3 separate regions of the Mus musculus genome follow, and regions 1 and 3 are each linked to region 2. A link is a contact called in public ChIA-PET and HiChIP or PLAC-seq data. All regions are on one chromosome and are shown on one strand. The core of a region is the stretch at or near the end of the contact, and the rest is flanking DNA. Distances in the headings are between cores, read along the strand shown.

What was found. ChIA-PET counts read pairs in DNA pulled down with a chosen protein or histone mark. HiChIP or PLAC-seq counts read pairs in DNA pulled down with a chosen protein or histone mark.
Region 1: a FOXA1 HiChIP or PLAC-seq map of pancreatic cancer cells shows a contact between it and region 2. The contact joins the promoter of Gcat here to the promoter of Cbx6 in region 2. A contact is called at or near these places in 2 of 115 datasets of contacts at active chromatin or transcription factors (bone marrow-derived macrophages and pancreatic cancer cells).
Region 3: an RNA polymerase II ChIA-PET map of memory CD8 T cells shows a contact between it and region 2, with 7 read pairs. The contact joins the promoter of Polr2f here to the promoter of Cbx6 in region 2. A contact is called at or near these places in 2 of 115 datasets of contacts at active chromatin or transcription factors (memory CD8 T cells and pancreatic cancer cells).

The regions. Positions count from the first base shown.
Region 1 is chr15:79,029,318-79,032,200 of GRCm38.p6, forward strand. Gcat (glycine C-acetyltransferase (2-amino-3-ketobutyrate-coenzyme A ligase)) reads left to right here and starts at 1,557. Exons shown (of 9, transcript NM_013847.4): 1 at 1,557-1,803. The coding sequence starts at 1,617. H1f0 (H1.0 linker histone) reads left to right here. Exons shown (of 1, transcript NM_008197.3): 1 at 1-1,187.
Region 2 is chr15:79,832,891-79,835,975 of GRCm38.p6, forward strand. Cbx6 (chromobox 6) reads right to left here and starts at 1,443. Exons shown (of 5, transcript NM_028763.3): 1 at 1,253-1,443; 2 at 1,025-1,068; 3 at 812-877; 4 at 622-688. The coding sequence starts at 1,321. It overlaps Npcd (neuronal pentraxin chromo domain), which reads right to left and starts at 1,443. Exons shown (of 9, transcript NM_001013362.2): 1 at 1,253-1,443; 2 at 1,025-1,068; 3 at 812-877; 4 at 622-688. The coding sequence starts at 1,321.
Region 3 is chr15:79,139,868-79,142,636 of GRCm38.p6, forward strand. Polr2f (polymerase (RNA) II (DNA directed) polypeptide F) reads left to right here and starts at 1,458. Exons shown (of 5, transcript NM_027231.2): 1 at 1,458-1,567. The coding sequence starts at 1,548. 1700088E04Rik (RIKEN cDNA 1700088E04 gene) reads right to left here and starts at 1,384. Exons shown (of 7, transcript NM_138581.2): 1 at 1,288-1,384; 2 at 1,014-1,125. The coding sequence starts at 1,116.

The sequences.
Region 1 (2,883 bases), core at 307-2,806, 800 kb before region 2:
GGGGACACTCCTTCCTCCCTCCTGTTTTCTGTAAATACATTTCCTCACTTGATTCCATCTGCAACCCTTTGCCCATTCTATTCTGACTTTATTAAAGAGGACAGAGTTTGGATCCCTCATACAGACATTGTGGAATGACTCCTTTTTCCTTAACCTATTGTGCAAGGACAGCAAACAGACCTCATCTTTGTAATGATGGAGACGTACTTTTTTCTTGATTTGATATTAACCTTCTTACGGGGTTAGGGATGGGAGGGGGGAGGATGTGTGTTTCAGTCGGTGGTTTGTTTACTATGAAGGAACTGGCAAAGTTCTGGCTAGGTGAGGGGACCCAGGAACTAAGGTTTGTCTTCCAAGACTTTCTTAGACTGCTTGTCCCTCGTGAGCTTTTCAAAACCTTTGATGGGGAGCAGGTGACACCCCACCTAGCTGGCCAAGGAGGGAGGGAAAATTCCCTGGGGCTGCCCTACCAACGGTGGTAAGTTGGAGACCTGGTTGCTTTTTCTCTTCTGCCCTAGTGCCTCCCCATTGTCTAAAGGGGCAAAGGGGTCCAAGTGACAGCTGGTTAGAGAAGCCATAGCTTCTCACAACCAGGATCTAGCCATTGGGAAGGAGGGGTCTTTTTCAGTAGTCTCTGGTTAAATGCGAGTGGACTTAGGGGGAGGGGTGGGTAATCAGCCAAGTGCCTCAGTGTGCCTATGGAAACTTGGGTTTTTTCCACACGATTGATGGATTGCGTCCTAGCAGGACTTTGTACGTTTCCTTTCTTCCCTTTCCTGTGTAAGATGTGGCTTTGCTTGGTGCCGCTTCAGGTCTACCAGCTGCCACTTAAAACCCTCCAACCTCTTTTACTCTTTGAGTTTTTTTTCTAAGTAGCGGAGGAGGGGGAGAGGCAGGGAGTGGACTGTAAGACATACTCCAGTTGATTCGAATTTGCTAGGTAGCTTTAGAGAGGCAGGATTGTGTGCATGTGTGTATATGTATATATCCATATCTAAGACTAGGACTTAGTCTCACTTCGGGAGCTGGGAGAAAAAAATCTGTACAGTTGTCTTTCTCTTATTTTAATAAAATTAGAAACTCGCGCACCCTACCCCACCCCTTTTTAAACAAGTGTAACTAGTGCCCGGGAGAAATTACTGTGGTTGTAATTTTAAAACTTTAAAATAAAACTGGAAAGGAAAAAATCTGAGTGGTGCGTTTTTCTTTAACTGGAGGAGAGAGGAGCGATCTGACGGGCAATGTGGGGACGCCACGTTCGCGCCAGAGAATAGCAAAGCTTTGGAGTGACAGGGACGCTCCAACAGGAGGGTCAGCTGGGCACGTAGGTGGGTCTTCGGGAGAGGTAGGTGTGTAGGCAAGGTCTCGGGAGGAGAGGCGTTGAAGTCGCTTTCTCCGCCTACTCAGCTTCCCCATCGCGGACCTCCCGGGTGTCGACTTACAAATCAATCCTTTCTTGGCGGGCCGACGCTGTCAGGCTCCGCCCGCGGGTGGAGTCTCCCATCCTTTTAAAGTGAGCTCCTGTTGTTCTGATTTGCTGCCGGGGCCCTGCCCACGTCACGTGACGGGGAGCACTAGACTTCAGGCTGGCCAGCGCACTTTAGCCTGTGGGCGCGATGTGGGCCAGCTTCATGTGGCACGGGGCGCTGTCCCCTGGCCGCCGCGCACATTCAGCGCTGGCTCAGTTGCGCTGCATCCTGGACAGCGAACTGGAAGGGATCCGCGGAGCCGGCACCTGGAAGAGTGAGCGTGTGATCACGTCCCGCCAGGGACCGAGCATCCGCGTGGACGGCATCTCGGGAGGTAACTTCCCCTCCTGAGAGTCCTCGTACCTGGTCAGGAGGCCAAGAGCCCTTCCAAGGCTTGCATGTGAATGGAGGCCCTAGGGTGGGTGTGGGAGAGGCACGTGCACTCTTAGCTGCTGGTCTGTCTGGGGCACACTATGGCCTCCTTGTGTTAACTCCACCTGTTTAAACCTGTTTCAAAGGAGGGAGGTGATTTTAATCCGTCAGCACCTTTTGGGTGAGAGAGCTAGGCTGCACTGAGACCCCACCCTATGAGAAAAAGAGAGCGATATCCAGCTGCCTCAGCTCCCTACACCTAGTTTCCAGGAGGAGTGACTGGAACAAAACTTTCCTTGAGCAGATGTGTGTGAAGGGCTCCAGTTGCTGCACCTTTACTCATGATGGCATCTGTATGCAAGAGGGACCATTCCCCCCCCCCCCCTTGGTTTTTTGAGACAGGGTTTCTCTGTGTAGTCCTGGCTGTCCTGGAACCTGCTCTGTAGACCAGGCTAGCCTCAGCCTCCAAATTGATCTCAGCATCCAAATTGCTGAGATCAAAGACATACAGCACCAAGCCTGGTTTGAGAGACCAATTTTTAGGGAAAGGAAATATGCTGTTATCCCAGCATTCAGGTCTATACAGAGAAACCCTGTCTCAAAAAACATAAATAAATAAGAAAGGAAGAAGGTGAAATACAAGTAGATTTCCCCAGACCCTTCACTGGTCAGCTCCAGTGTCCCAGGATATTGGAGTGGAAGACCAGCTTCCTCCCAAGAGGCTAAAGTCTTTTTTTTTTTAAGATTTATTTATTATTATATGTAAATACACTGTAGCTGTCTTCAGACACTCCAGAAGAGGGAGTCAGATTTTGTTACAGATGGTTGTGAGCCACCATGTGGTTGCTGGGATTTGAACTCTGGACCTTCGGAAGAGCAGTCGGGTGCTCTTACCCACTGAGCCATCTCACCAGCCATGAGGCTAAAGTCTTAAGCAAGTAAGGGGACTAAGGCTGCAGAAGTTCTCATGCCTGTACCTGTCTTTCCCTAAAGAGAACCATAAAATGAACCTCTTGTCTTCTAACAATACCTTCAGCCGGAC
Region 2 (3,085 bases), core at 193-2,692:
GGAACCTCCAGAAATATCAGGATTAGGGGTAGACAGGCTCAGGACCCGAAAGCTGGTAGTCCAGTGTGAATGATCAAATTCAGGTTGAAGTAATTTAAGGTCAAATTCAAGCCGGGCCCCCAAGTGCTATGGGAGAAGGTACAGAATACACTCCAAAGGAGGTGGGCAGTTATAGGGCATGGGAGGCCAGTGTTTTGCCAGGAGGTAAGCCTATCTATACTCAACAGCTCCAAGACTCTAAATCACAAAACAGGCCAGTGTGTTCAAGGCTGGAGGAGATGAAGGGTCTCACTAGCGAAAAGAACTTCCCAGTCACCTCCTCCCCTGAGTATGCCCCACCTGCTTCACTCACCCGCTTCCTGGAGCACAGTCGATCCCCCACCCCCAGTTCCTGGTTTCATCCCTGATTACCCCACTCCCAGGCCCCTCTGGCTGGGCTGGCTACGGCCCGCTGCCAGGGACTTGTCAGGGACTCACAACCACCCCCTGCCCAGCTGGGGCCCCTCTGGAAAAGCCTGCCCGCCTAGGCAGCGGCGGATCTGTCCCTCCCTTGCAGGCCGGCCCTGTGCTGCGCCCTGGCTGGGGGCCCGAGCGGGGGCTGCTGGGGCTGGGCCAGGTTACCTTTAGGAGGAAAGTTTTGGGTTTAGGTCCCCTCTTCTTGGGCCCATACAGCTCACGTTCCCTTTCCCTGTAGTCAAGAAACGCCAAAGATGAAAAAGGGTCCCTTCCTGGGCCCCACTCCCCGACCCTGCCCGCCTTTCCCGCTTCCCTGCGCGGCGCCCCACCGCGCCTGCCAGCTTCTCCAACTCACTTCTGCTCGAAGGCTGCGATGAGCCTCGAATCCAGAATGTTCTCCTCTGGCTCCCAAGTGCTGTACCTGCCGAGTCACGCGTACAGAAGAGCAAAATGAAAACCCAAGGGGCAGGGGCACACCGCGAGGGCTCAAGCACGCACCCCCTATCCAAGGCCCAGGTGTCTTCTTGCCGCCTCCCCAGTCCCCATGCCAACGACCCACGACACTCACTTGATCGCCCACCCTTTCCATTTCACCAGGTACTCGATGCGTCCCTGAAAAACAGAAAGGAAAAAAAAAAAAATAGGGGGTGGGGGTGGGGAAGATGCAGGGACGCGAGGAGGCGGCGGCGCGGGGGTGGCTGAGGGAACCCGGCTAGCCGGACCACTGCACCCCGAGGGCCCCGCGGGCTCCGACACCACCGCGGGGAACACAGGGCTGTCCCGGCCGAGGGCTCACCTTGCGGATCCGGCGTTTAATGATGGATTCGGCCGCGAAGACCCGCTCGCCTACTGCAGACAGCTCCATCTTGCTCAGCGGCACCCACAGCCCATAATACTCCCTGCTCCCGCGGCCGGTGCTGCACCGCTCGCGCACGCGCCCCAGCGCTCAGGCCCCCGGCGGGCGGGCGCTCGGCGGGGCGCGCGCTCGCGTTCCAGCTGCGGGCCGTCACGTGATGCTCCGGGCCTGAGCGCCGTTGCCAGGGCCTCCCCCTCCCCCGGGGCGGTTGCTAGGGAAAATGAGCGCTCGCGGGGCGGGGGCGCGCGAAGGCTCTTAAAGGGGCCTGTCCTCTCCCCCGCAGTCCTGGCGGGAGACCGATGGATGCTTGGCTGCTGCCAAGCCGAGTGAGGTGCAGTGCAATCCTACATTGTCCCACTTCATCCTGCAGGCCCAGGATCCCTGCCACCTCCTACCCTCCTTGTAACTCCTCATGCCAGAATTGCCAGGCCCTCGACAGAGAGATGCGATAGGCCCAGGAGTCTCTAGGCGCTGTGCATCCTCCTGCAGACGTTTGCAAACAGTTAAATATGATACAGCAGAAATGCATTCACTGCAGCTTTGCCAGGCCTTGTGGGGATTTCTTTAACACATCACCCCATCCATTATTTATGTATTCGTGGGAGTGTGGTTTTGTAACCGGTTCAGATAAGTTAAAACAAAAACGCCACAGCAGGAAGGGGGCGGCGGGGGGGGGGGGGTGACTGCAGAGGTGACCCAGGCCTGCGACCATGGTCTCAACACCTACAAGTAGACCTTGGCGAGTGTGTTTATAAACCAAAGAGAGAGAGGTCTCAAAAGAGAACCGCAGGGCATCCCAGATTGAGTCCAAAGCAGTCTTTCTTTGGGTCACTCAGCAGAACCCGCCTTCATGGTCAAATCTGTATTGGGATTTTCAGGCCGCAGGCCACAGCATAATTCTACAAACCACAGCTGCAGGAATGACTCCGCCATTGCTCCTGGGAGGCGCAAGTGGGATCTGGAACTTTCCCTCTTGGATGTAGCCCACCTCGCTGGAAACACACATTGAAAAATTATTTAATCGGAGTTTCCATTAGGCCAGTGGTCTTGTTCTTTGCAAAAAGAAAAAAAAATTAACCACATATAAATAAGGAAACGAAAGGGAAGGAGCAATTCATAACCTGTATTAAGTCATTGGGGTCCTCTAGCCCAGTTCTTTCCCTAAACTCGGGCCTGCATGAATATGCATAGATACATCACCTACTTGGAGAACACAGGCACACATGTTCTATCTATTTAAATGTTTAAGCACTATAGGGTTGTACTATTCACACTGGAGATGCTATCCTCCCTTAATGATATTGATTGGACATTAACACTGATTTTGCTCTGTTCACCTGTTGTCTAGGGCTGGGCTGGAGGAGGGGTGGGGATTTGTAAGGGTCAGGATTATCTTTTGATTTCATGATTGGCTTATTAGAATGGGGTGGGGGCACAGGGTTGTACAAGTCTCCCCGCGATTGCACCATTTCTTGAAGGTGCAAATTCACTGATGAAAATCTCAGCTTTCCATCCCTGCACGCCTGCAGATATGTATAGAAAGTACATTGACTGAAATCCTTCTGCTCCCCCTCAAAGTCTTTATGCTACTGAGAAAATCCTCTTAGCTGGCAAGACAGCAAACCTGAGGTGAACATCACCTAAGTAGAGAGTTGTTCTGCCCCGGTGGGGTGGCGTGGATGAGCAGGTAAGTTGAATGTGTGGGTGTCTGTGCTTGTGCAAGCTGAGGAGGCCACAGGATGAAGAAGATGGCCACCTATCCACATAGCAGAT
Region 3 (2,769 bases), core at 208-2,707, 690 kb before region 2:
TTAAAAAATAAAAGGTCGTGTGTGTGTGTGTGTGTGTGTGTGTGTGTGCGCGCGCGCGTGCGTGAGTGTGTAGCTATGCGTGTATGGCTGCCTGTGGAGGGCAGGGAAAGGCACTGACTCATAGGAAGCTAGAGTTACACATTGCTTTGACCCACCTGATATGGTTGTGGGGGATTGAACTTGGGTCCTTGAGAATAGCCAGTGCTCTTAATCTCTGAGCCATCTTTCCAGTCCTTATTTTATTTCAAGGATAGGTTCTTACTATATTATCTAGGCTAGCTTTTCTTGGGCTCAGGCAATCCTCCCATTACATATGCCTAAGACACACACACTTTTTTGGTGACTGGCTAACATGGGTGCTGGGGAATGAGCTTTCAAAGGGCAGTACATGTTCCTAACCACTGAGCCAGCTCTCCAACTGTAACACACACAGACTTTTTTGTGTATGGTGTGCTGGGGCTGAAACCCAGACTCCACATCTGCCTAGAATATACTCTGTCACTGAGCAACACCTTCAGCTCTATAATTTTCTCCTGTTCATTTTTCTTGTTACCCTCCTGTGTTATCAGTTTTCTGAGAGCAAGAGTTGTCCTTTGCAATCCTCTCAACACTCTATTCCTAGTACCTAGGACAATATCCAAATCACACATTAGGTTTTTGTCGTTGAATAATTAAGTGCATACATGCTCATTCATGTAGCAGAGGCTGGAGCTACAGTTGTGAGCAGAAACAGGCACGTTTCTTTGCCTGGTGGTGTTCACCATTTAGAAGGTGACACTAAACACCTCTAAGACTGTATAATGTCTAAGCCTGGTGAAGGGAATTGAATTTGGTACTGTGAAGGTCCCACTGCAGTGAGGAGATAGGCTTCATTGAAAGTGCATGTAAAAGATGAACTAACCATTCCAAAATTCTCCATCTCTGGTCTTTGATTCTTCCCCGAACCTTTCAGAATCCCAAGCTCTTAAGGAAAAACCGCACCGCTCGGGTCGTTGATCCCCTAATGCACTGACCTCTGAGCAGCTCACAAGTCCCCGGCGTGTAACCTGCTTGCTTACGGCAGCGGCGGAACCCGGTTCCTTTGGTCACCGAGTCCACCCTTTCCTGGGAAGCCATGGGAGGGCCCTAGGAGGGAGAGAAGCAATGACTCGCCCTAGTTACGCTTCGCAATCCGGACCTCTCATCACGAGCAACCTGGGAGTCTGAGAAGCTGGTGCCCGACCCCTCGGCTCCGGACAGCGCAGTGACCACAGTCCCTATCGTGACGGTCCGGGGAGGAGCGCTCACCTTAGGCGATGACCTGGGCGTGACAGAGCCCTCCGCACGGAGAAACTCCAAGGAGCTAGAGTGTCAGCGTCCTCACTAATCGCTCCTTGTTACCATGGTAACTAGCGACACGCCTCCACGCACGCGCATTAGCGTCTGGTCGGCCGCTGCTTCCCGGAAGTAACTGCGCCTGGGTCACGGCGCAAGCGCAAACTACGCGTGGTGCGGCGAGGGGCAAAGGCGCGCGTTCTCTGCTCTGCGCCCCGGGCGGAGAAGGCATCATGTCAGACAACGAGGACAAGTGAGCACGGGCCACGGAAGGAGGGAGGTCGTGGTGCGAGCAGGGCTCTTGGAGCACAGGCTAGCCCAGCTGCTGGGTTGGTGGGGCGAAGTCTTCAGAACTTCCTACCTCGCGGAGCAATGGGGACAGTGGTCAGAGAGTTCAGTCCGTGTGGCCCCTGTCCTCTGAGCGCTCTCTTTCTGGAAGGGAATGCCAGAGGTGTGTAGCTTGTGTAGTCGTGGAAGTAGGAAGGAAAAAGCAACCCAGAGAATGGCCTGGAAGGCTGGGAGCAGACGCGGGCTTGGGCTAGGTGTGATAGTAGCAGAGGTGGCAGAAGTGGGGATAGACTCTAGAGAGCATGAAGTTTAGTGTTGTTTGAGGCAAGGCCTCACTCTGAAACCCAGGCTGCCCGGGAATTCACTATATAGCTAAGGCTGGCTTTGAATTCGACACAGTCCTCTGCTTCAGCTTCCCAAGTGTTGATATATCTGGCATGAACCACCAGACCCAGCTGGATTATGGACATTTTTTTTTTTTTTTTCCGAGACAGGGTTTCTCTGTATAGCCCAGGCTGTCCTGGAACTCACTTTTGTAGATCAGGCTGAACTCAGGAATTCACCCACCTCTGCCTCCCCAAGTGCTGGGATTAAAGGCGTGCGCCACCACCACCCGGCTGGACATATTTTTATTTTATTTATTTGGAGACCAAATATAACCTTATATCAGGTGGTTCGAACATAGAGATTCATCTACCTCTGCTTTCCAGGTGATTTTTGTTCTTTTTTTTTTTTTTTTTTCCTGAGACAGAGTCTTTCAACATAGTCCTAGCTGTGTCTGGAAGTCACTGTGTAGATTTGGCTGTCCTCAAACTTACAGAGATCTGCCTGCTTTCACCTCCTGAGCACTGGATTACAGGCGTGCGCCACCATGCCTGGATCCTGATATATTTTAAAGATAGAACCTAAAGGATTTCTTGATACGCTGTATATGTTAATCAAGAGAGAAGATGAACTATGGTAGTCCTGATAGATCAGTCAGAATTCAGAGTCTGGGCGTGGTGGTTCACACCTGTAATCCTAGCACTTGGGAGGCTACTGCAGGGGAATTGTCCTGAACTAGATGTCAACATAGTGAGTCTCAGGCCAGCCTGAGTTACATACTGTGCAGTAAGATTGACTTCAAAACAAGCATACAAAATACAGTCAAAAATGCAATGAAAGCAG